6 separate regions of the Mus musculus genome follow, and regions 2, 3, 4, 5 and 6 are each linked to region 1. A link is a contact called in public Hi-C, HiChIP or PLAC-seq and promoter capture Hi-C data. All regions are on one chromosome and are shown on one strand. Each heading gives the region's core, a stretch centred on a gene start, on an enhancer-like site or on the middle of the called end of the contact. The rest is flanking DNA. Distances are from core to core; before and after follow the strand shown. Region 1 holds the start of Tsen2 (tRNA splicing endonuclease subunit 2). Region 2 holds the start of Washc2 (WASH complex subunit 2`). Region 3 holds the start of Zfand4 (zinc finger, AN1-type domain 4). Region 4 holds the start of Atg7 (autophagy related 7). Region 5 has its middle 37 kb from the start of Gm38876. Region 6 overlaps Vgll4 (vestigial like family member 4).

Evidence for each region. A called contact is a pair of places that touch in the nucleus more often than the background predicts. HiChIP or PLAC-seq counts read pairs in DNA pulled down with a chosen protein or histone mark. Capture Hi-C pulls out chosen DNA fragments and counts their contacts.
Region 2: a promoter capture Hi-C map of adipose tissue shows a contact between it and region 1. The contact joins the promoter of Washc2 here to the promoter of Tsen2 in region 1. A contact is called at or near these places in 1 of 115 datasets of contacts at active chromatin or transcription factors (pro-B cells) and 2 of 9 other capture datasets (adipose tissue and liver).
Region 3: a contact with region 1 is called in an HNF4G HiChIP or PLAC-seq map of pancreatic cancer cells. The contact joins the promoter of Zfand4 here to the promoter of Tsen2 in region 1. A contact is called at or near these places in 1 of 39 promoter capture datasets (pre-B cells), 2 of 484 Hi-C or Micro-C datasets (CD4 T cells and regulatory T cells) and 1 of 115 datasets of contacts at active chromatin or transcription factors (pancreatic cancer cells).
Region 4: a Hi-C map of B cells shows a contact between it and region 1, with 9 read pairs. The contact joins the promoter of Atg7 here to the promoter of Tsen2 in region 1. A contact is called at or near these places in 1 of 484 Hi-C or Micro-C datasets (B cells), 1 of 115 datasets of contacts at active chromatin or transcription factors (pancreatic cancer cells) and 1 of 9 other capture datasets (liver).
Region 5: an HNF4G HiChIP or PLAC-seq map of pancreatic cancer cells shows a contact between it and region 1. The contact joins the enhancer-like site here to the promoter of Tsen2 in region 1. A contact is called at or near these places in 2 of 39 promoter capture datasets (hippocampal neurons and neural stem cells), 3 of 484 Hi-C or Micro-C datasets (the N1E-115 cell line and embryonic stem cells) and 4 of 115 datasets of contacts at active chromatin or transcription factors (embryonic hindbrain, embryonic midbrain, forebrain and 1 more).
Region 6: an HNF4G HiChIP or PLAC-seq map of pancreatic cancer cells shows a contact between it and region 1. The contact joins the enhancer-like site here to the promoter of Tsen2 in region 1. A contact is called at or near these places in 2 of 39 promoter capture datasets (embryonic stem cells and hippocampal neurons), 3 of 115 datasets of contacts at active chromatin or transcription factors (embryonic stem cells, pancreatic cancer cells and regulatory T cell precursor) and 1 of 9 other capture datasets (adipose tissue).

What each region holds. Positions count from the first base shown.
Region 1 is chr6:115,543,206-115,546,257 of GRCm38.p6, forward strand. It overlaps Tsen2 (tRNA splicing endonuclease subunit 2), which reads left to right and starts at 1,486. Exons shown (of 12, transcript NM_199033.2): 1 at 1,486-1,523. It overlaps Gm36355 (a long non-coding RNA gene), which reads right to left and starts at 1,442. Exons shown (of 7, transcript XR_869382.3): 1 at 1,137-1,442; 2 at 912-1,036.
Region 2 is chr6:116,206,205-116,209,460 of GRCm38.p6, forward strand. It overlaps Washc2 (WASH complex subunit 2`), which reads left to right and starts at 1,829. Exons shown (of 31, transcript NM_026585.3): 1 at 1,829-1,923; 2 at 2,003-2,125; 3 at 2,750-2,914. The coding sequence starts at 2,003. 9530062K07Rik (RIKEN cDNA 9530062K07 gene) reads right to left here and starts at 1,789. Exons shown (of 4, transcript NR_131013.1): 1 at 1,698-1,789; 2 at 950-1,053.
Region 3 is chr6:116,262,673-116,265,641 of GRCm38.p6, forward strand. Zfand4 (zinc finger, AN1-type domain 4) reads left to right here and starts at 1,547. Exons shown (of 10, transcript NM_001309446.1): 1 at 1,547-1,640.
Region 4 is chr6:114,641,153-114,644,548 of GRCm38.p6, forward strand. Atg7 (autophagy related 7) reads left to right here and starts at 1,975. Exons shown (of 19, transcript NM_028835.5): 1 at 1,975-1,998.
Region 5 is chr6:114,980,686-114,984,098 of GRCm38.p6, forward strand. No RefSeq gene overlaps it. Among named protein-coding and RNA genes, the nearest start is that of Gm38876, 37 kb to the left of the region's middle. Within about 2 kb of position 2,151, at least 8 of the 459 cell types and tissues checked have an H3K27ac peak or open chromatin away from gene starts, as enhancers often do. A contact at or near this core is called in pancreatic cancer cells, where this site is marked.
Region 6 is chr6:114,887,815-114,890,810 of GRCm38.p6, forward strand. It overlaps Vgll4 (vestigial like family member 4), which reads right to left. Exons shown (of 5, transcript NM_177683.3): 2 at 2,803-2,992. Among named protein-coding and RNA genes, the nearest start is that of Vgll4, 33 kb to the right of the region's middle. Within about 2 kb of position 1,402, at least 214 of the 459 cell types and tissues checked have an H3K27ac peak or open chromatin away from gene starts, as enhancers often do. A contact at or near this core is called in adipose tissue and pancreatic cancer cells, where this site is marked.

The DNA of each region.
Region 1 (3,052 bases), core at 236-2,735:
GACCCCAGGACCTCTGCATGATAGGCAATTGCTCTACAACTAATTCACACCCCAACCTAGGGAAGGGGAGGGTGGGGAGGAAGAAAGGGAGGAAGGGAAGGAAGGAGGGAGGAAGGGGAGGCGGATTTCACTATATAGTCTAGGCTGATCTGGAACTTGCTATGTAGACCAGACTGGTCTTCGATTCATAGAGATCTGGCTGCTTCTTACCAAATGCTAGGATTAAAGGCACTCACCACCACACCTGACAGAAACTTTACCTGCCTGTCTGCATTCTTTGTTTTACATTTTGTTGTTATCTTTTGTGTATTCTTAAACAGTTTCATACAGTGTATCTTGACTACAGCCACCCCCAGCTCTCCCCTCCCATCCCTCTACTTGCCCACACATCCCTTCATCCCTTCCTATCTTCATTCCCTTTGCCCTTTATCTTTTTGGTCATCCATCAAATACAGTCAGTACTGCCGGCTAGAAGGTTAACTGATCTTTCAGGCTTGATCTTGACCACGCCTTATGTAGGTACCCAAGTCTGCTGTGAGTCCGTGAATGCCTTGGGCTCTGTCATGTTCAGAAGACAGCACTCTCCCATCCTCTGGCTCTTGCCTCCTTTCTGCATCACCCTCCTTTTCCATGTTTCCTCAGCCTCGGGCAGGCAAGGGTTAATATAGATACCCCATTTAAAGCTGAGCTCTCAGCAGTCACTTGCCAGCATTTTGACCAGTACTGAGCCTGTGTAGTCACCACAGCCCTCTGCAGAGAGGAGCTTCTCTGGCCAGGGGCGAAGGTAACACTAAGCTGTGGGTATAACCAAAAAAATTGGAAGTAGCTGGGCCTCTTCATTTAACAAGATACTAGTCAGTTTCTCCTCAGGGCCTTTGACTTCCTGAGACTTTAGATCAGGTTTACAATACCAGGCATGAGTTCCCTCCGTCGAACAGCCTCAGAGTCAATCAGTAATGTGGGTTTGCCTCTGTAACCTTCGCACCATTATTGCTCCAGTGGGCACATCTTCCCTGGTAGCATTCAGGGTTCACTGCTGAAAAAAATCTCATATCACACTGAGGTCAAGGGCAGCCTTTTGGGGCAGGTTGCTTCATATCTCATCTCTAAAAAATGGACCTTGTGTTAGAACTTACAGGCAGTGAGCACTGGCAATGCAAAGGCAGGTGTCCCTCCATGAGTTCAAGGCCAATCTGGGCTACAAAGTGAGTTCCAGGCAAACCAAGGCTATACAGTGAGACCTATGTAATCTCAAAAGGAAAACAAACAAACAAACAAACAAACCTTGGGGGTTGCTGTGAGAATTAAGGCGGGATATATTACCCCTTAGCCTTCCTCATTAGACTTAGCCGGGGGATGGGGCGGAATGTATCGTCAGCGGTACAGTGCGCAGGCGTGCTGTGCTAGGACACAGCCAGTCCCTTTTGCGGCTGCGTGCAACTGGTTTTGCGGCCGCACTGCTTGACGGCTGCAGCGCCGCCCCCCGGTTGCCGGGTAACGGTGGGCGCGCGTGGCGGCGAAAGGTAAGACTGAGTAGTCCTGTTTCTCGCGTTCTGTGTCCAGCGTGCGAGCGACTTCAGGCGGGAGCGGGGTGGGAGCTGTGGCTGTCACTCAAGCGCGCATGGGCACAGCGTCCCGAGGGCTGCGGAGCGCTTCGCTCTCGCTGACAGATGCCATCTGCCCCAGCCCCAAGCTGGTCTGCCTTGGCCCTCAGCCCTGCACCTCGGCCCAGGAGCTGTGCAGTGGGGGACACAGATGAAAGTGTGTTTGCAAATGATGAGGAGCCCACGAGGGGCTGAGGATGGGACTCGGTTGGCAGCCTGTTGTCTACTCCTAGCACCGCATCCAACCAAGCTGCTGCCCGCCTGTAATCCCAACTTCCAGAGATGGAAGCGAGAGCATCAAGCTGGTTTTAAGTTTCCTCAGCTACATATCACGTTTGGAGCCAGCCTGGGCTACGTGTGGCCTCATCTCAAAATAATAAATAAATAAATAAATAAATAAATAAATAAATAAATAAAATACATGCTAAGAGACCATGAGTAAGTTTGCCATAAGAGAGGCTTCTTTGACCCCTGATCCAAGAGTGTTGGAAAGTGATATGGACCCACCTTTTACTGTATGCTTTGTGCTTGGATTGACGGTAGAAGCATATAGAGCGGGGTTGGGCTGACCATTGGGTGTCATGGTTCGTGCTTTTAGCTGTAGTACATGGGAGGCTGGGGCAGAAAGATCATAGTTTAAAGCTAGCCAAAGCTGCATAACAAGGCCACGTGTCAGCAAAACCGAAATTTTTAAATGAATATTAGGCTAGCAGATTAAGAGAAGAATGAAGGACAGGCCTTGCTTTTGATGGACAGAAATATGCTTTGTGGTGCTCTGGTGACAGGCATGAGCAGGTTTCTCCTTAACAGTCTTTGCAGATACATTCACACACACACACACACACACACACACACACACACACACACGCTGCAAGCCATTCTTCTCACTTGTACAATGGGAATAAGAATGTGGCTGGGCAGCCGGGCGATAGTGGTGCACGCCTTTAATCCCAGCACTTGGGAGGCAGAGGCAGGCGGATTTCTGAGTTTGAGGCCAGCCTGGTCTACAGAGTGAGTTCCAGGACAGCCAGGGCTACACAGAAAAACCCTGTCTCGAAAAAACAAAAAAGCAAACAAACAAAAAAAAGAATGTGGCTGGGCTGGGACTGTGGCTCCTTTGATAGAGAGTTTTCTTTGAATGATCCAGGCCCTGAGTTCAATTCCCAGCACTAGGAAAAGAAGCAACTAAAAGCCTTTATATCCAGTCCTCCAGACCACCGTCCTGGTCTGGTCTACCCTATACATATGTACCTGGCTGTATGTATCTGCTTTATGACATGTAACGTTCGAGTACTTTGTTCCCCAGGGAGCCAGAAGAGGCTTTCTGATCCCCTGCAGCTAGAGTTGCAGGTGGGCATAAGCCACCATGTGCATGCTGGGAATTGAACCTGGGTCTTTCTTCTGGATGAGTACCTACCAAGCCTCTCTCCATCCCCGTGCGTGGTTAT
Region 2 (3,256 bases), core at 579-3,078, 660 kb after region 1:
AAGTTGGAGCTCAAACTCACAGATAATCTGTCTACCTCTGCCTTTCAAGTATTAGGTCTCAAGGGGTTTGCTTACCTCAAACTGTATTCTAAACTCTATTAAAACTACTCTTAAGCTAACCTTAGTCAAACACCCTTCCCTAACACTAATACTAAGCTAAGACCAGGCTGCCTTCACACAAACATGTATCAGTTTAGATATGCCTCTTCAGGGTTGGGATAAAGAAATTGTGTGCTACCATACCCAGCTGTGTAATGAATATTAAGGCTGCCCTAATCCTAATTAAACCTTCATCTGTTACGCTCACCCTAAGACTAACGCTCTCCTAACCATAATTCACAACTATCTCAGCATTAACCGTAACACTAAATCCTAACTATAACCCTTCCTTTTATGAGTTGCTTCTGAGGTAATTTTTATTATAACAATAGAAAAATAACTAAGACAGCCACCTTAACCCTAACCCCCAAAATAGCACCATAACCACAATGTTAATCATAACCCTAAATCTAATGTCTATCTATAACACCTGCTCACCCTAACAGCAACACAGATACAATCACACTAATGCTACAGAAACCAACCTGAGCCTTTACCCTGGCTTTACTAGTTCACAGCTGACTACTTGCTCATAAGCAGTTAACTCCCCATTCCCTTCTTTCCTCAATCCCTGGCCCCCACCAACCTACTTCCTCTCTCTGGATTGATCCATTCTGGATATTTCATATAAATAGAATAACCTGTGCTCATGTATATGACTGACCTCTTTCAATTGAAGTATTTCTAGGTTAATTCATGCCCTATCATATATCAGCATTTTATTTCTTTTGGTGAATTGCGTGGTTCTACAGCATTTTGTTTATCCATTCGTCACCTGATGGACATTTAGATTGCTTCTGCTTTCTGGGTATGGATCAACACTACAGTGAAAATTCTTGCAGATTTTTACCTGAGCAGGTTTTCATTTGTCTTAGTTGCATACCAAAGAGAAATCTTTAATGAGGTTTCAACGGAGGTGGCCACAAAGCAAAATCTGAAAGTTGGAAAAATAATCTGCACAGGAGAAATGATAAGATCTAAGGTGAGCACTCACCATATACCAGGCACTATCTGTTTTAACACCTATTATCGCTTCTTTTTTATTTTTATTTTTCGAGACAGAGTTTCTCTCTGTGTAGACCAGGCTGGCCTCGAACTCAGAAATCCGCCTGCCTCTGCCTCCCAAGTGCTGGGATTAAAGGTGTGCGCCACCATGCCCGGCTGTATTGCTTCTTTAATATGCAGAAGAAAGCTTATAGAAGAAGCTAAGTAACTTGTTCTCGGGCACACAAAAAGGAAAGATAAGGGGTTATTTCTAAAAGTCAGTCTGGGCAAGACCAACTCAGAAAGGGGTCTGTTCACAAGGAAGTGCTAGTGGACAGCCAGGGGAGCTTTGGATTTCGATTTCTACCCCTCCACCTCCCGGCCTTGAATCTCAGCTGAGGGTTTCAAGAATTTCAAGCGGATCCACATTGAACTGAAACCAAACCGGTTAGCAGATGTACACATTGAGGGTCACTGTGGCCCTGGGCTAGTCTCACATCACATGCATAATCAATAAAGCCGCCGCACATCCAGGAAGTCGTCCTCCGCTCTCCTTCCTCTTCAGCTCCCACCTGGTAGGCCACGGGACTCCTCAGCATGGGCCCCACTGGTACCTTCCGCCTCTTTCGCACTAGCTGGCCGCTTAAACACCTTCTCTCTGGTCAAACCCAATTACCCAGGAGCTACTAACCCATAGCTCCCGATCAGAGGCTGCGCCCCAGGTCACGTGAGGACACCATCACGTGACGTGAACCATGTGATTACCACCGCGCTGGGTGGGCAGTGTAGTAGCCACTCCCGTAGTCACTTTGGAGCTTGCTGAGTGGCGGTGTCATCGTGGTGAGGACGGCGGCCCAGGAGGGCAGGGCTGGATCCTTCGCCCCAGACTCAGCTCTTCTTTTTGTCCTTCTCGCTGTAGATGAACCGGACGAGCCCCGACTCGGAGCGGCCTCCGGCATCCGAGCCGGTGTGGGAACGGCCCTGGTCGGTGGAGGAGATCCGCCGCAGCAGTCAGAACTGGTCTCTGGCGGCTGACGCCGGTGTGAGCGGGGGACCCGGGGCCAAGGGAGGGACAGAGTTGTAGTTACCCCTCCTCGGGGACACGCTTCCTCCAGTATTCAAAGGCGCAATCTCAGACACCGGGGAGGGCGGCCCTGTGGGCTTCTACCCAGCACTCTGCCGCGCAGACGCGGGTTTCCTTCCGTGCAGTGGCTTTTCAACCTTGCCCTCCACGCCATCCTGCTGAGCAGATTCTGTTTCTGCCCTCTCCAAGGACTGCTTTGTCTCTACGGAGGCCCTTCTGTATTAGAACTGGGGCTAAATGGGGCAGCACATATTTTTGAGTAGATCTGCTCACTTCGGGACCTAAGAGCTCAGAACTTTCATACAAGTGGGATTTGGGGTGTTTTGTCACACTATGTGGTCTCTGGAGCGTGACAACCAAACAGGGCTTTAAATCCCTGTAGAAATGTGATACTGGTTTTGTGTTCTGGACAAACTTATCTGATGAGCTTTCTTAATGCTTTCCAGGGTCACCTGACCTTAGATCAACAGTATCATCCCTTTTTCTTAACATAGGGGCAAAAGGGGAGGGGTTTTTTGTTTGTTTGTTTTGCTTTAAATCACATGTAGTGTTGATACTTGTGTATGTTTCTTTTCAAAATAGCTACTACAGTTTCTACAGGAATTCTCACAGCAGACTATCTCCAGGACTCATGAAATCAAGAAGCAGGTGGATGGATTAATTCAGGAGACCAAAGCCACACATTGTCGTCTGCATAATGTGTTCAATGACTTCCTCATGCTGTCTAATACCCAGTTCATTGAGAATGTGAGTTGTTTTATGGTATCTGACTTTCGAATAATCCCTTTTGGGGAGTAAGAACTATTGTCATTTATAATGATAATAAGGTTCTCTTCTAAGTTTTGGTGGATAGATTGGTTCTTGGTAACTGAAGCTCCTTTCTCTGAAATCAGTGTCTTTTATCAGTAAAGTTCATGGGTTTTACAAACCTTTAAAAACATCTAATAATAAGGTTTGCCTCGTGCTGGTTTTTCTGTTTTTAGTTTTGAGGGCAATTACCATTTGAGCAGAGTTGTGTGCCTCTCAAAAAAGCCACTGTGCTCATTCAGTATGGTCAGCTCTAAGCCTGGCTTGGCCTCACGTGCCCCA
Region 3 (2,969 bases), core at 297-2,796, 720 kb after region 1:
GTTTGTTCTTACTTAATAAGAGTGCATGGAAGCTCATGCTAACAGGAGACACTGCTTTGTGGCTTCATGTGTGGGCAGGGAGTGCAGATCGAGCAGTGGTCAGGCACCAGACCTGAAGGGTTTGCTCTGTCGGTGGGTCTGGGTGCTGTGATGGTCTAGCACGTGAAAGGTTATGCATTTATGGGTTCTAAGCCCATGAGAAGAGCTTTCTACTGAATTCCCAAAAAGTGGGTCTGCAATCTTGTAAGGGGAACTGTGGTCCTCTGTTGTCTTAATAATGTGCAGAAAGTTTTATTGGAACACAGCCTCCATCATGGCTACATTATCTGGCTACCCCAGTCAGAATTCAGAAGTGACAGGAAATGGGATTTTTTATCTGTAGGCAAAAATTTGCCTCTCATAGCTTTTGTTTCCTCCTTTGTAAATGGTTTCAGTACTAAAATTGCAAGATTGTTGTTGAGAATAGACCTTTTTGTCTGCCCTTTAAAATGGTAGGTTATGACTGGTGATGTATGGTTTGATGAGGTTATGAAATGTTAAGCTAAAAAAATAAAATTTAAGCGCATCCACTGGATGCTAGAGCACGTGAGTGCTGTGAGTGATCACGATGTCCTGCGCAGGCACTGTCCTCCTAGGCTCTGTTCATGTTACCATCATGGCTCTGGCCTCAATAGAGTTGGAAGTTATCAGCCCAGTCATGGGCTGAGTTTAAGAGCAAGAGGCTGACAAAAGGCCTCACCATACCATCTACCTCAGTCCCGAGGAGTTGAAACTGTGGAGACTAGTGGCTCAGGTCTCGGAGGATAATGAGAGGGTGGGAGAAGACTGATCAGGGCCAGGGTTCTTTTGCAAGTTGACTATGAGGGAGCGCTTTCATGGTCCTCTGCAGTCCTCCTGGTAAAACACTTGAGTTGAACCTCCTATGAAGGAACCGAAGCAGCAGGGGCCCAACCTAGTTGGAAGGCATGTGTAGTCAGAAAGCCAGTCAGTTTATATCCCACTTCAGCTCGGTGCACAGCAAAAGTAGGACGGGATCTGAGCTCAGGTTGAGACTGTTTGACCTATAATCTTCAAATAGTTGCTCAAATGCAAAAGGCATATAGAAATGTTCCCATTTTACAGATGACACAACTGAGTCAGAAATGTTAGGAGAACGTGGAGTACAAGAAAAGGGTGACTAGCATGGACATCCTTTTAAGTGTCCTAGGCCATGAGTAAATAACAAATGCCAAAGACCCTCCTATCCCCAAAGAACCTTAGAAGTGCCCCAGCCACTCTGGTGCCGGCTCTTCCCAGACGCTGTGCCCCGTCTCCAGTCTCCTACCCTGCCCTAGACGGGTCCTGCAACCAGTTATAAAGAGTCAACATACGGGCCAGTTCTAACCGACAACCCTTCCTGAAAGCCCGTGCGACCCCGGCGTCCGAGCAACCGCCAGCCGCGGAAGACTAGGCCCCGCCCCTCGCGAGCTGATTGGAGGGCGTCGGCAGCGCTGATCGGCGATTGGTGAGCGGTGTCACAAAGGGCGGGACCGGAGCTTCGCGGGCCAGCGTAGGCCGGCGTCTCGGGCGCGCGAACTCCTATCCGCCTGCGGGCAGGCGAGCGAGCGAGCGGGCGGACGCGACCACCGGAGGGCGAGCGGGTGAGGGGCGCGGCGGGGCGGGGCGCGGCGCGGCCCGGAGGGAGGGCGGGTGGTGGAAGGGCCTGCTGCGTCTTCGCTGCCCCGGTGCGCCCGCCTCAGCTGCAGCCTGGTCACACCCGTGCTTCTCTGCCTACGGACTCACGGACAAATTGGTCGTACCCGTGGCTCGGGGTGCTGCTGACCCGACTTTGGGTCTGAGTGTGGTCCCTGCTGGTTGTGGCCCCAGGGCAGCACCCCCGCACTTGTGCATCGCTCCTAGGCCAGAGTGTGGTTCTAATCTGTAGCTCGATTTTCACACATCTGTAAAAGGACAAGAGTCACCTTTTTAAAAGGCTGCAACATATTGTGGGTATATTTATGTTGGGGGGAAAAATTAAAAACTAACTCGTCGTGTGACTAAGTTCCTGTGGACGAGAAGGAAGCAAAGGCCAAGGTACTGAAATTACCCCTTGAGTGCAGTTATTGCCGCTTTTGTTGGTTGGTTTTAGACATTTCAAAAGATGAAAGAAATGTTGGAAATTCACTTTGATTTTTCTCTAACAGTTTTCAAGATAAATTAGCAATTTAATCATCGTTTTATTTACTTATATTATTAAACATCACTATACGTTTTTATTGTCAATTGGTTTTCCAGTGCTCATTCATGCATACCACGGGCCACTTTGAGGATGCTTGCAGGCCTCAATGGACCCAGTTTTAGTACGCTAGGTCATTGGCCCACTTGAGCTTCCACTAGGCCATGTAATATTCTGCTGTGGTTTAGCCGGCCAGCACAACCTTTTGTCTTGTTACATTAATTTCCTTTGCTGAGAAGTATGACACAGCCGGGCGTGGTGGCGCACACCTTTAATCCCAGCACTCGGGAGGCAGAGGCAGGCGGATTTCTGAGTTCGAGGCCAGCCTGGTCTACAAAGTGAGTTCCAGGACAGCCAGGGCTGGACAGCCAGGGCTATACAGAGAAACCCTGTCTCGAAAAAAACAAAAACAAAAACCCAACCAACCAACCAAACAAAAAAGTATGCAACACAATTGCTTTCAGATATGGTCACCACCCTCGGTTCTTTTTGTGTATTGGAAATTATGCCACTAACTGGGACCAAACTTCATTTGGGAGTTCTTGTACCACTGATGATGCACCTACTGCTGTGCTGATTTTCTTCTACTTATAGGCACGTTAGTCTCATTTCAGATCTGTGCATTGAAGGATTACATGTTGCCTATGCGTATTTCACTATAATGCTGTTTTTTTTTTCTTTTTCTTCTTATAATGCTGTTGTTTTGTTTTGTTTTTGTGAAATTGCAGATTGAGCCCAGGGCCTAATATGTGCT
Region 4 (3,396 bases), core at 725-3,224, 900 kb before region 1:
AGCCTAGGATCTTGAACCTAGGCTCTAGGTCTTGCAGAGTCCCGTGCATAACCTCAGTGTAAGGATATCTAGTTCTACAGCTTTAGGCCAATGTAGCATTCCAAGTCCCCATCCTAAAAAGAATGATCACAGTGTCACTTCAATGTAGCCTACTCTGTGCATACCACTGAAAATATTGAGAAGAGTGTGTGGGGATAGATAAATTTTCATTTGTCCCAAGGTTAGCTTCTCCCATCAAAGAAGCCACCAGAGAACAGGCTGGCCAGGAGAGGGAACAGTCCATCCAGCACAGCATGGTCCAGCCCTCTTGTATTATACTAGCTCCCATTTGCCTTTTTTTTTCTGGTCTTGTGTGTTACTCCTTAAGCAGAGAAAACTTATCAGAAGCAGGAATTCACACCTTCCATCTTGCTCTCTGTGATGTTTGGGGCAAGATGATGACTTGGGTGCAAAATTGTTGATCAGCTGTGATTGGTAGCCAGTTGTGGTCCTGGAGACATTTACCCACCTGTAGTTCAGGGTGGTCTTCCATTCCAGTAGTTATTCCTTGTTCCCCAACTTCATGCCTTCTTCCTAACGCTCATTTTGTGGGGTTTTTTTTCTTATTTTTCAGAGTCTAAGATTATTTCCTGTCACTCTGACTCCAAAGTGTCTGTCTCTCTCTCTCTCTGTCTGTCTCTCTTTCTTTTTTCCAGGAACCACTTTCCATTTGTTTACTCTGCCCCCCCCCCCGTATAAGCTATAAGGCACACACACACACACACACACACACACACACACACACACACACACACCACCTTGTAATTTATCCATTAGAAATAGGAAACCCTTAATGTAAAAAAAAATCAATAAATAGTCCAAGATATTATGATGAATCCCTAGAGGCACTCCAAAGGCACTGTGTGCCAGGAAAGGTGTCCGTGGACTGCCATCTCAGCAATGGTGATGCGGTATCAGGATGCTTGCCTTGAGCTCTGATCATCCTGGACTATAGAACTAAATCAAGTCAAGTACACTCTTGTCGCTAAGGAAGTCACTCATGTGCAAGACTCCCCAGGCTAGAGCATTTCATTATGTTCATTATCCTGTCAAAAAAAAAAATGTTTTCCCAGTAGTAAGTTTTTTGTTCGTTTTATTTGTTTGTTTGTTTTGTTTGAGATAGTGTAGCCCTGGCTGTCCCAGAACTCACTACTCACAGATCCACCTACCTCTGCCTCCCAAATGCTGGATTTTTTGTTTTGTTTTGTTTTGTTTTGTTTTTCGAGACAGGGTTTCTCTGTATAACTCTGGCTGTCCTGGAACTCACTTTGTAGACCAGGCTGGCCTTGAACTCAGAAATCTGCCTGCCTCTGCCTCCTGAGGGCTGGGATTAAAATCTTGTGCCACCACGCCCAGCCCAAATGCTGGAATTTAAGACATATCCCACACCGTCTGGCCCATATTAGGTTCTTAAGAAGTGATTTTATAGTCACTGAAGTTGCTGGCTGCAGTAGCTTGGTGGATATTTTAGATTCTATTTGGTTTTCCAGAGTTATATTTGGTTGGGCAAGCTTTTAATCCCAGCACTGGGGCAAAGCAAAGGTAAGCAATCTCTGTTAGTTCGAGACTAGACTGATGTATATGTATACAGGTCCAGAACAGCCATGGCTATGTAGTGTAAATATGAGGAGGACATAACCTTTTTAAAAAATTAAAAATGCAAAAAATAAAAATAAACCTTGTTTCAACACCTGTACTCTAGTACTACCCTGGGAATTTGATAATAATTCCGTAGTACTGTAGAGTCACTCGCAGGAAAATGTAATCTTCCTTACAAGCCCCAAAAGGCTTACAGGTTAGCCTTAGTTTCGCCCCGTTATTGCGGTTGTGGGGACCCTTTTTGTCGTTGTTGTTGTAGTGCGCATGCGCGCCGCGCTTCCGCGTTTGTGTGGGCTGGGTTATTACGTCATTGGGCCGCGCGGCGCGGCTGGGGCTGTGGTTGCCGGAAGTTGAGCGGCGGTAAGTAAGCCGTGGTTGCGGAGCAGCTGCCGGGGCTGGCGGGGTTCACTTAGGAAAGCTGAAGCCAGTTTTGGGCTGGTCTGGAATATTCTTCACCTGTCTATACTCGGTCCCCTCGTACTCCGGCAGAGAGTGTTGCGATCTCCGGGTCGGGAGGCGCCTCTGGTTGCTCATTCTGTGAAGTGCTGCCTTTGGCGTGTGTGGACCGGCCACGGAGTAAGCTTGTGTCCCCGGACTGTGAAGGGACTTGATCTTGTTACTTATGAGGAGGACATAATTAAATCTTTTCTACTAGAGGTTCTGCATCCCCTTAAAGGACCCAGAGATTACAAATTAGTACTTTATAGGAAATCAGCCTGGTGAGGCAAATGCACTTGTCAGAAAGTTTCTGAGCCAGGCATGGTCGCGGAGAGAGGTGACCCCAGCCGCAGGGAACCTGAGCCAAGAGAACTGCTATTTAGAACCAGCCTAGGCAATCGGACACAAACCCTTTTGCAAACTGGAAAACGGGTGTGGGATGTAGTTAAGTCCCAGAGCGGTTCTTCAGCGTTCCAGGGTCCTGGGTTCAATTACCAGCACATGCCAAATTGAATTTGAGATGAGACCGAATCAACCTGCGTCTGCAATTTTATTTAATTCTTTAAAATTATTTGTAACTTTGAGTGCGTGTATGCGTGTGTGGTCTCATGCCTCCAGAGACAAGACATGGCGGACCCCAGCAGAAGTGGAGCTCCAGGCAAGCTGTGCCTGATATGGGTGCTGGAAACCCTACCCAGGTCTTTGTAAGCACTGAGTCGAGTCAGCTTTCCAGTATAAATTAATTTATTTTTTTAAGACTGAATGCCATGCACCCCATGCTGTCTTTGAACACTCAGTGAAGCAGAGGCCGGCCTTTGAGTTTTTATATTTCTACTTCCACCTCCTTGAGTCCTGGGATTACAGGTGTGTACCACTACGCCTGTTTTTCTGATGTGTTCCTGCATGCTGGGCATCATAATATCATGGACTATTTATTGATTTTTTTTTTTTTTTTACATCCAGGGTTTCCTATTTCTAATGGATAAATTACAAGACGGTGTGTGTGTGTGTGTGTGTGTGTGTGTGTGTGTGTGTGTGTGTGCCTTATAGCTTATACAGGGGGGAAACAGGGGTAAACAAATGGAAAGTGGTTCCTGGGGAAAAAAAAAGAGACTTTGGAGTCATATTGACAGCAAATACTCTATCATCACCTCAGAGCTTCACTCCCATATCAGGCATCCTATTTATAAATCCTGGTCACAAATGTGCTTTCCCTTTCAAACGTGCTAATTTGGTGGCTTTTTATGTTGGTTTGACTTTGTCTTTCTTTTTTTAAAACCCATGTAACTGGTAAACAGACCTGTCTGCCTTGTAGACTTG
Region 5 (3,413 bases), core at 901-3,400, 560 kb before region 1:
ATGTAAGAAATGTCTACTGATCCAAACATGACCAGGCCAACACAATGAGCCATTAGGAGCAGCAGGAATGACTCCTTCACACCCACAGCAGCTTGAGACCCCTCACTATTTGCATGTTGTCCTTAAAGATGGCAAGAGTTGGTTCTGCCCAGCATCAGTTAGGGTACTGGAACATCTCAGCTTGTGTGCACAGAGCCAAAGACATCCTAGACATCATCTCAACGAAGCATCCTCTGTATTGAGTTAGCTGTAAAATACTTTCCAGGATATAGCCCGAGTTAGCCTTGGGATTAGCTCTGTAAAACAACCCCTAGGTTGGAATGTTCATAAACATCGACTTCTGCAAAGAGCTCCATGACACACACATGGTGACTGGGGCCTTGGGGTTTAGATTCACATTCTAGCTCAGTAAAGTCTCAGAGAGTGCCAAGAGTGGGAAGAGAAGTGAGATGATGTAAACATCTGGATGCAGAGAGAGTGGTGGTGAACATCTGTAATCTTATTACCGCTGGGAAGGTAGAGGCAGGAGAATCAGACACTCAAGGCCATCCTCAGCAGCATGGGGAGTTTAAGGCTAGCCTGGGCTACAAGAGAACATGACAATAAAGAAAAGGCAAAGAAAAAAAGATATGAGGTGAGAAGAGGGGAGGGGAGGGGAGGGGAGGGGAGGAGAGGGGAGGGGAGGGGAGAGAAAAGTTGTCTTAGGAATTGATTGCTTTCAGGAGGAAAAGACCTAAACCAAGTGTCATAGTGAGTTTTCTGTTGTTATACCCAAATGTCAGAAGCATGGCAACTTTATAAAGAAATAAGGTTTGGGTTTGTTGGGTAAAGGTGCTTACCACCGAGACTAATGACTTGAGTTTGATCCACAGAACTCACACTGTAGAAGGGAAGAACCAACTGTACAAGTTGTCCTCTGGCCTACACACACACACACACACACACACACACACACACACACACACACACACACAAATTAATAAGTGTAGCTTTTTAATGTTTAAGAAGAGGAAAGGTTTCTTCGATTCATAATTTAGGAGGTGGGAAGTGCATGCGCATGGCCCCAGGTGTCTGGCAAGGGACTGTTTGCTGGCCGAGTCTCAGATGGTGCAGCAGTCATGGTGACAGATAGGGAGAGTCACACGAGTCCTGCTTCCTCTTCTTTATAAATCTGGTAGTTGTTTTGGTAGTTCCAGAGACTGAATCCAGGATGCCTGCATGCAAACAAGCCCTCACCCAGCCAACGGTATCCAAGGCCCTGGCTCCATCTTTGCACAGGTATCTGCATGTTGACCATAAGGCTACACCCTGAAGACCTGACAACCAAACCCCGAGCACCTACCTCCTGCAGTCCCTCCTCCAAGCATCTAACATCAGATCCCATGTCCCTCTTCAGTGTCTCACAGTGGGAGATCAAAGTTCACCTTTACAATGACTGTGATGACAGGTCTATCACTCACCATTTTTTATCTGAGCAAATCAATGCTCAGAGAGGTTCAGCTATTTCCCCAAGACTGCACAGCTGGCCTGACAGAGCCAGGCTGAAGTGCAGAGGACCATCTCAACCCACAACACCTTCCTGAGGAGCCACAACAGCAACTGAGCACATCTGACTAAAATTCTGTTCTCTCCAGTCTTCACACTACCCACATAGGAAGCTTGCTAGGTATGTCCTCTAAGCCTGAGAAACACTGGGAAAGCCTACTATCCTGAGCCTGGTTGGCGGGGTCCTTTCTCCCTACCTCCCTAGTTTCCTCAGCCCCAGCCTGGCCAGATGCCTACCCTAAGCTGGCAAAGGATGCCTTAGGAATGGCATTCACAGTTAGTTAGAGAGACCAGACAACACAATATCTAGGGATCTGGCAAAGAATGGCATAGCTACGTCTCATCAGAAGTCTGGACCTTGCAGACATCTTCCTCTGAGTGACCCAAAGAACAAGCCCACCAGGCAGCTTTCTATTGCTGTGGTAAGTACCATGGCTCAAAGTAGCTTGGGGAGGAACGGGTTGATTTCAGCTCACACTTCCCAGATCACAGTTCATCACTAACTGAAGCCAGGGCAGGAGCTCATGGGAACCAGCAGACAGGAACTGAAGCAGAGCCATGGAGGCGCGTTGCTTACCTGCTTGCTTCTCATGGCTTGATTTGATTGCATTTCTATATATCCCAGAGCCACCTGCTCAGGGGTGGCACCAGTCACAGTAGGCTGGACCCTCCTACACCAATCATTAATCAAAAAACAAACAAAACCAAACTTGCCCACAAGCCTCAAATAGAAACTTTTTCTCGACTGAGGCTCTTTCTTCCCAGATGGCCCTCGCTTGTATCACGTTGACAAAAACTTACCGGCACAGAATCTTTTTCAGGTGATGGGGAGGGACTTGGACAAGCAGACCAGCCTTCCAGTGTTAGGGACACTTGATTCTGTCCAGCCACGATGCTCAGCTTGACCCTGAAGAGAAGGACATTGTCACCTTTGCTATAAACTGCATTCAACAGTTGCTGCCAAGGCAGCTTGGTAAAGTACCCATCCTCTCACAACCAAGAGACCCCCAGAGCCACAGAAAAACCTCTAAGGAGTTCTGCCCTGCTGGCCACACCACTGAACAGCGCAGAGCTGACTGACTCATTCACCCTGTGGGGGATGCTGGCTATAGGGTCCAGATTTGCCAGACTGTTTGCACAACCCATCGTGATTTCATTCATAAAACATCTATCCTCCCCAAGGTAGATCCTGCTTCATGCCTGTTCATCCTCATGAGTGAAATTAGCATGGTCCAGCATCATATAATGACTGGTCATCAGGTAATCTGGGAGTCAAATTCTAGCTTTCCTTTTAAAAATAAGTTCCTTCGGGTCTTTATAGTACCTGGACTATAGTAGATGCTAAGTGTTGTTGCCTTTTGAGGTGCTCAAGACTCACGATGGTTTTCAATGTCACAGTTATTGAACAGCTACTGCATGTTAGATTCTGCCAACAGGACCTGAGAGTATGGCTTCTCCTCCCTTTACTGGTTACTGAATGCCATTCCCCATTTAATAAACATTTTTAGAAGAATTTTTGCGATGTAGTGTGTGTGTGTGTGTGTGTCTGTGTGTCTGTGTGTGTGTCTGTGTCTGTGTGTCTGTGTCGTGCATACACTGCTTGCAGAGCCTAGTCAAGGACATTGGATCTTCTGGAACTGGAGTTGCAGGCAGTTGGGTGGGTGCTGGTAATCCAACTTAGATCCCCTGCAGGAGCAGCCAGTGCCCCTAACCATGGGCCCATCTCTCCAGCGCCCTCTGTATACATTGGAAGTAGTAGTAGTAGTAGTAGTGTCTTTTCCATGCAGGTCAGGAGCCATCATTTCCTTGGGGTCCACTCTCTTCCTGACCCTCATCAGGGGTGTGCCAAGTAGATTCTGAGCTGATAT
Region 6 (2,996 bases), core at 152-2,651, 660 kb before region 1:
AAACAAGACACATCTACAAGTCAATCAACATACATGCCAAGTACCAACAACACGAGTGAGCAAGATTGAGAAAACACCTAGTGTCAATGTTTGGTCTCCACACACACCTACACATATGTGCACCTTCATGCACATACATGAACATGCACACAGAATTTATATGTGTATTTTACTATAATTTTTTTTTAAATGGGGAAAATCCACCTACCTGGATTTTCCTTTGGGAGCCCAGAGAGCCTGGCAGAATGAGGGCACAGTTTCTAGTTTTCCTCAAACTTTGCATAATGATGCTAACTGGGAGCTGAGCACCAAATCTGACGATTCTTCTCTCATTTCCACAGTGCTGGGGGCTACGTGAGGACCATGGGCACCAGGCAGATGCTGCCATTCAGCCATACCACTGCTACCCCTCACCATCCTGTAGGCTTAAAGCTCTTTAGAGTGTCGACACAGACCGGTATTTCAAGCTCTTGTTTTCAATCACCAAGGAGCTACAAAATGATTTCTCAACTATTTTAATACTCTAATGTTTTTAACTACAGCCAGGCATGATGGTGCCCGTCCATAATCCCCATGATGGGAAGGCAGAGGCAGGAGAATCAAGAGTTCAAGGCTAGTCAGGGCTACCTAGTGAGTTCAAGGCCACTCTGGGTCACGGAAGCCGGGCCACCAGGCACTGCACTAGATCCTTACAATAATCTAATGAGAAGGCATACTCACTGCCCCGTGGGACAAGAAGAAGGTGGCATCTGAGCCAGAGTACCCAGCCTAAGACACACATTCTCAAACACTCATCACACTCGTGTTTTCTGCTGTCCCCACAGCCAACATCTGCACAGTGAGGTTATGAATAATAGTATCCACCTGAGTATTTCCTTGATTTAACTCTGAGATTCTCAGTCTGCCAGCCCGATCACTGCCATCTGACAGTAAGGACATGGGGCCCAGAAACACCAGGTCTCACAGCTGGTAAGCCACAGCAGGAGGACTTCAACTAAAGCATGGCCCCAGTCTACACAGTCACAAGGCTGCCTCTTCTTCCCTTCCCCTCCCTTGAAAAAATAAAACAAAGGGTCAAGAGTCTCTCATTTGGGTTTGGGAAAGTTGGATGGAGGGTAGTACAAGCATGGATGCCAGGCCTCTCAGCGAGGAGCGCCATCTGATTCCCTCCCAGGCAGTGAGTGAGAGAGGGCGCTGTTCTGCGCAGCCTCCGCTGCTAGATTCCTGAGTGTAGCAAATTCCAGGCTCCAGACTGCAGGCTCAGCCTCTGACTAACACTACAGTGATTTATTTGAGGATAAATACCTCTGTCAGTGTCTTATGACTGAACACAACAGAGCAGGCAGATTGGCATGCGCGGAATGTGAGGACGCGGGCTGAGGCAGCAGAGGCCAGAGCCGCCTCCAGCTACAGAGCGCGGTCTGCAGGAGGGACCCTGCACTGCACCTGCTGCTGCCAGCATCAGCCAGCCCGGGCTGGGGAGCAATCCCAGTGACTACAAACCACTCATCTGCACATGGGGACACGGACTGGCTACACAACTGCCACAGCCCAGACACCAAGTCCTGAAAGTGCAATGTGACATACACTGTCTTAGCCGGCCAGACCATGTCACAGATTCAGAGAACGCCAGCTTAAGCCGCTTTGAGTTGAAAATGGGTTTAAGAGATAGGCTGGAGAGAAGGCTAGGCAGTTAGGAGAACTGGCTGCTCTTCCAGAAGACCTATCGACATACATGCAGGCAAAACACCAATGCACATAAAAATAAATAAAATCTTTAAAAAAATAAAAGAAAGAAAATAAAGTTTGAAAGAAAGAGAGAGAGAGCGAGAGAGAGAGAGAGAGAGAGAGAGCGAGAGAGAGAGAGAGAGAGAGGAAGGAAGGAAGGAAGGAAGGAAGGAAGGAAGGAAGGAAGGAAGGCAGGCAGGCAGGCAGGCAGGCAGGGCAGTGGTGGCACACGCCTTTAATCCCAGCACTTGGGAGGCAGAGGCAGGTGGATTTCTAAGTTCGAGGACAGCCTGGTCTACAGAGTGAGTTCCAGGACAGCCAGGGCTATACAGAGAAACCCTGTCTGGAAAAGAAAGAAAGAAAGAAAGAGAGAGAGAGAGAGAGAGAGAGAGAGAGAGAGAAGAAGAAGAAGAAGAAGAAGAAGAAGGAGGAGGAGGAGGAGGAGGAGGAGGAGGGGGAGGAGGAGGAGGAGGAGGAGGAGGAGGGGGAGGAGGAGGAGGAGGAAGGGAGGGAGGGAGGGAGGGAGGGAGGGAGGGAGGGAGGGAGAGAGGGAGAGAGAGAGAGAGAGAATGAGGATCAGAGAAGACACTAGGGTAATCCAATCAATTGCAATGCCAATCAAGGATCTGACACCAAGAGATGTCACCATGGCTCCAGGCTACCCCCAGCTGCACAGTGCGGTGCATGGTCACAACAGGGTGCAATACTGAACGCCCATGCAACAGCCTTCCACTTGGGTAACTCACAAACACCCAGTATCGATTTGCATAATGGCCAGCAGAGGAGACTGGCAAGCAAAAGCCAAGTTTTCCAAACAGCACCCATAGTTCACCTTCAGGGCTGCTCCCCTCCAACATGAGAGGTTGTCGGAGTTGAAAAGAAATAAGATGTCATCTCTGCACCAGTCACTAAAGTCAGCTCGACACCTTCCTGTCATATAAACACCACCTATCTTTTATAAACAACGTCCTCTATCAATAACTAAGGAAATCATGATGACGTGATGGGAGGAAAGGTGAAGGGAAACACAGCCCAGCCCAGAGCAGGCAAGATCCCAAAGAGGGTGGAACTTACAAATGGGGGCTGAAGATGCGGCTCATCTTGGAGACGTGGTCGTTTTCACAGTCCAAGTCCTTGTCCCCGGGCTCCATGCTGAATTTCCTCTTGCTGGGGCTGATGGGAGGCGGGCCTGTGCGGTGACTGCTGAGCGCAGAGGCCACCGGGAGGGTCTGCATCCTGGGTTCTCCCCTGAGGGAAGCTTCACCTAT